2 separate regions of the Mus musculus genome follow, and region 2 is linked to region 1. A link is a contact called in public Hi-C data. All regions are on one chromosome and are shown on one strand. The core of a region is the stretch at or near the end of the contact, and the rest is flanking DNA. Distances in the headings are between cores, read along the strand shown.

Region 1 (2,702 bases), core at 77-2,576:
AATGATGCCTTTCTGTGGGTATTGTTATGAGGCTTAACCAAATGATAAAAGGGAAAGGAGAGGTTCCACTTCTCCAAGAAACCCCCTCTGATGGGATTGTAGAGGAACGACTCCTTGGCCTGTGCAGTGTCAAGGCAGGGATAACTGGAGCTGCTCACTGAGTACCGTTGTGACAGCTAATCTCTACTGCACAGAACCTAGTGAGGACTGATTTGCCCTGAACACAGGAAGAAATTGACCTTCACAGATGCTTTCTAAAGATGCTAGATAAAGCAAGGAAGCACAGAGAATGTGGCAAGAGTCTTCATGCCTGTGCTGTAGGTTGAGCTGAGCAAGGATAGGCACGGGTTTCCAGGGTTCGGAGCTTCTAGCCTTCTACATGGTCCAGGAGCCTTCGGTCAGCCTTAGGCCTAAGGAAGCAGTGTCTGGAGGCTAATCCGGATTTAGCTCCAACATTTCAAAGCCAGTTATGAAAGCAGGGGGCGGGTTGCTGTAATCTGGGTGCTGCCAGGCACGACCTGGGCCTGCTCTTCATTACCTGCATGGGAGCTCCCTAATAACACCTTTTCATATTTGCATGTTTGAGTGAACATGAAGAATTTCCAGTTTCTCAAAGTTGACTCTTCTTCTTCTTCTTTTTTTTTTTTTGGTGGTCCATTTTTTTTAATTAGGTATTTTCCTCATTTACATTTCCAATGCTAACCCAAAAGTCCCCCATACACTCCCCCCCACTCCCCTACCCACCCACTCCCCCTTTTTGGCCCTGGCGTTCCCCTGTACTGGGGCATATAAAGTTTGCAAGTCCAATGGGCCTCTCTTTCCAGTGATGGCTTATTAGGCCATCTTTTGATACATATGCAGCTAGAGACACGAGCTCCGGGGTACTGGTTAGTTCATAATGTTGTTCCACCTATAGGGTTGCAGATCCCTTTAGCTCCTTGGGTACTTTCTCTAGCTCCTCCATTGGGGGCCCTGTGATCCATCCAATAGTTGACTGTGAGCATCCACTTCTGTGTTTGCTACGCCCTGGCATAGTCTCACAAGAGACAACTCTATCTGGGCAAAGTTGACTCTTCTTAAAACACAAGTTTAATAAATATGGGTGCCAGTGAGTTTGAAGCACAAGCTGGAAGAACATTTCCCGAGAATTGTGTTTTGGTTTTTTTTTTCCAGATTTTCAAGCACGCACAATACTGAGAACAGAAAAAGAAGCTTTGGCAGTTTGAGAGTGTCCCTCTGAAAAGGGCAAGGAAGTAAAACAGGGAAATACAGCGGGGAGGGGACAGTAGTGGGGAGACTGGAGGGGACGAGAGAACAGAGGCAGATGACTCAGCCTGAGGGGGCTGGGAGGAGCCTGTGGGCAGGGCTGTCTGAGTGTGGAGTAGGCAGGCGGTTATGACTAGCATTGAATGGAGATAATTAAGAGCAAGTTGGTACCAGTCACTGCCAGCAAAGAAGAGAATGTATCCAGAAAAAGCATTTCTTTATTTCAGCACTGAATTCAAACACCTACCCATTTGGGTTTGAGAATTCCATTTAAAAAAAAAAAAAGTTCTGAAAACAGACCGTACATGGCTGTGAAATCTGACTGGCTTTCTTTCTGAAGGTATGTATGGGAGAGGACAACTTTGAAACTGTAAAGCTACACTGGAACATGCTTTCATTGAAAGAAATGCTTATTTAAAAATAATACTCATCCCATACAGTACATAGCAGTGCTGTTAAAAGTCATGTGCAAGTTATCAAATTTCAAGGGAGTATCAGCCACACACGGATTTCTCAGTTGTTCATAACGATAGGACTGAAACGCACGGCTTCCAGATCCTTTAAATAGCTTTTGGAGGGAAGAACATTATAATTAAGCTGCATCGAGTGTCACTGCAAAGAAGCTTCTAAATTACGGGTCTGAGTGGGGGCGAGGAATGCTCTTTGATTGCCTGACAATCAACAGCAGAAGATGTTCACATACGCGTAACCCAGACTCACTGTAATTATATCAGAAGCAGAAGAGGTGGGCGCGGCGGGAGCAGCCTGATTCACTAATCATTTGCTTGTTGTTCTTTCAAAAATCATCTTCAGACTAGTCACAAACACTCAGGAATTCATATTTACAGAGTGGCTCTGTATCAGAAAGGATAGAAAGAAGGACCAGTCCTTTCAGTGTGTCTCAGAAAGGTTGTCAAAAAATGGCCCAGGACACACTAAGAAGATGCTCCTGCTGTGGGAACTAGTGCACTCACCTGGCCTCAGCTGCTTTACTCAAAGCCTAATGTCAGAAACGATATTCCCCCACTTATTCCCATAATTTTTATCCCATTTCCACTCGGCTCCCTGTTGGCTTAAAAAGGTCCCTTTTTCTTTTAAGGCATAAGAATATGGAGGAAATGTCATAATATTGTGTAGTCTCCAGAACCTCTCTTGCCTCTTAAAGAGGCTCAGATATTGCCTCTTGGTGGGGCGGGGCACTGGGAAATCAGTGTCTTCTCCCCTGCCCAAGACAGGTACTATACCTGCTCACCCTCGTGCCAAGGCTTTGATACACACAGGCAACTGTGGGGCTTCATTGAGAAGCATGGAATCTAAAACCGACTGGCCAGAAAGGAATGTAACCTATCTTTCACGAGCCTTTGTTTTATGAGATGCTAAGACCTAGCACGAACGTGTATGAACTACATATGCAAAGAAAACATATCACATGTGAT
Region 2 (2,702 bases), core at 64-2,563, 280 kb after region 1:
AAGAGTAGAAATCTGAAGACCACTTTGACATAAGACATGGAGATGCAGAGTTTGGCGTTTGCCCCGCTGGCTTCCTGTCTTGCTTTGGGAATTATAGTTAAGTGATTGGATGAATCTCAAAAGAGAACTTTGAACTTTGGAATTTTAACATTGTTGAGACTGCTATGGGAACTTTGGAAGTTGGATTAAGTGTATTTTGCATTATGTTATGTTTAGGTATGGCCCCCAATAGACTCATATGTTTGAACAAACCTATGGGGACCATGGAGTGGAATGTGGTAGTTTGAGTATGCCTAACCCTGGGAGTGGCACTATTTGAAGGTGTGGCCTTGGAGGAAGTGTATCATTGTGAGTGTGGACTTTAAAACCCTCATCCTAGTTGCCTCCAAGCCGTTCTTCTCCTAGCAGCCTTCAGATAAAGAGGTTAAACTCTCAGCATCTCCTGCACCATGCCTGTGTGGACACCACCATGTTCCCACCTTGATGATAACAGACTGAACTTCTGAACCTGTAAGCCAGCCTTAATCAAATGTTGTCTAAGAGTTGCCTTGGTTATGGTGTCTGATCACAGCAGTAAAACCTTAACTAAGACAGTCAGTGTTGTGCCCCTAGAGTAGCTCAGGCTCCACAAAACTTCCTGATGAAGTGACCAAACAAACAAACAAACAAACAAACCAAACAACAACAAACCCACCATAGGACACAGAGTCAAAACCTCATGTTCAAGTGTGACCATTGCATAAAAGTTTAAGGTGCTAGGAAAACTCTTAGCAAGCCAGAGAGCTCAAACTTTCTGTTGCATGAGTCCTTCTACAGGGCTCTAGGAAATGTATGACTGAGGGGACTAGAGAGGTAGTTTTCTGCTTCTCCAATGCCTCACCAAGATGTCACCAGGGCTGTGTCAGAAAAGGTGGGGGTCAAGGAGAGGGAGAAGGAGAGGGTGCAATAACTTTTTCTCCTGAATAATCTTAAGATCCTTAGGGTCTCCAGGCTCAATTTCTTTTTCTAAAGAATGGTACACCTCCACACACTAAGAGGATTATTTTAAGAAGTAAATAAGCTACTGTGTGTGCAAACAATGTAAGCAAGCCCCGTTTTACACTGCAAGATTATTATTTTAAGATTCATCTTATAAACTGTTTCACACCAATATCTAAGCAAAACACTGGCTGAACACTTACTTAACTTTTATTGTTTTGTTTTGTTCTTTGAACTGATTCTAGGAAACAGAATTTTCTCTCTTTAATCTACCAGAACTCTACTGGAGGAACACCACCAGTTAAGCCTAGTTTGTTTGCTTCCTTTCTGCTGGCATTGTGGTTTCAGTCTAGAGTCTCACACTTTCTAAGTGCTCTGTCACTACAACTTCAGCCCTCTCTTTCCTTTTTATCTTGATATCTGCTTTTGCTCATTTTCTCAGGCTGGGCTTGAACTCATTTGTATCTCGGGCAGACCCTGAACTAGGCTCCTTTCACTTTATTTCCTAGTTGCTGTGATCACAGGCCTCCAGCTTGTCAGGACTGATTTTGTTACATGTGTTTGGAGGATTTCATAACATTGAGAATATATTCTGCAACTCCTGTTGGAGAGGCATAAGCCCATCAGAGTTTAGGAAGTTAATAGCAAATCACCATTTCTATTTATACAAATAGAGTCTACTTGGGAAAGATGACTTCAAATCTATTTAGATGGTCCTAGAGCAATGAGAAACAAGACATTTTAAAATTCCAAATCTTAAAATTTAAACACACCAGAGTAATGAATTACTAATAAAAAGTAGAGCTGCATCCTGTACAGCAGTTCTCCAAAGGTGGAAGGTGCAGGATATTCTAAAGGAAGGCTGAAGTGGAATACACTTCTGGCTGTGTCATATGATCCAGATTCATGTGATGTTTTACTGAAGCACACCTGGGAGAGGACCCGTGATGTTTGGAGAAAGTATAAGTGGACTCAACATCGAGTGACAGGTGCTTGCATAGCTAGCCATGCAACACTTCTTTAGTCTGGCCTCTTTGCTGGTCTTCACTTTGTTGAAAGAGTCACGGCAGAGAACATCTCCTGGTACTCCTACTGGTTCTGTTAGCTCCCACTGATTCATATGAATTTGGCACAGGTCTGGCTATTTCTGCTGGATCGTGCTGCCACTGCTGATTCATGTTTGGTGACACTGTTTTAACTGGACTGTTCCTGACAACGGAGATTGACCTTGCACCAAAAAACTACATCTAAAGAGATCCACATCCCCCTGTCCTATTTACCATCTTTCCACCCCTACCATTGAATGGTGAACTAGAAGGAGGGTTAAAGCATTTGGGAACCCTTATTAAAGTAGGTTTTGAAAAATATGAGCCTACAAGAGATTCGCTAAGACTCAATGAGCAAACAACTGAATAGTGTCAGGAAGTCCCTAAAAGTGACCAGATACACAAGGCCACTCCCTTATCAAGGATATAGTAAGCACATCTGAGAGGACTGAGGTCAGGGGACTGCCTGGAGGAATCTCAAATCAGCTGAGCTACGAGGAAGAGACATTTTGACCATTTGAGCTGCTTGTAAATTGTACAGTGAGCACCAGGGTTTCAGCTTTTGTGAGCTCTCACCCATGCTGGACTTGCCAATACCCCTAGCAAACTCACTGGGCCTTTGGAACTGGCCTTCAGTAGGATTGTTACTTTAGTTTGTTGTTGGTTCTATATCTGCAG

Evidence for each region. Hi-C and Micro-C count contacts between places; a contact is called where the count stands out from the background.
Region 2: a Hi-C map of the HPC-7 cell line shows a contact between it and region 1, with 1.9 times the contacts expected there. The contact joins two enhancer-like sites. A contact is called at or near these places in 1 of 15 datasets of contacts at CTCF or cohesin (the NIH/3T3 cell line), 3 of 484 Hi-C or Micro-C datasets (the HPC-7 cell line, bone marrow-derived macrophages and myeloid progenitors) and 1 of 115 datasets of contacts at active chromatin or transcription factors (astrocytes).

What each region holds. Positions count from the first base shown.
Region 1 is chr1:52,330,280-52,332,981 of GRCm38.p6, forward strand. The region is part of intron 1 of Gm31955 (a long non-coding RNA gene); the gene reads left to right. Among named protein-coding and RNA genes, the nearest start is that of Gm31955, 26 kb to the left of the region's middle. Within about 2 kb of position 1,327, at least 68 of the 459 cell types and tissues checked have an H3K27ac peak or open chromatin away from gene starts, as enhancers often do. A contact at or near this core is called in the HPC-7 cell line, where this site is marked.
Region 2 is chr1:52,606,563-52,609,264 of GRCm38.p6, forward strand. It overlaps a transcript of Nemp2 not described here. Among named protein-coding and RNA genes, the nearest start is that of Nemp2, 23 kb to the right of the region's middle. Within about 2 kb of position 1,314, at least 14 of the 459 cell types and tissues checked have an H3K27ac peak or open chromatin away from gene starts, as enhancers often do. A contact at or near this core is called in the HPC-7 cell line, where this site is marked.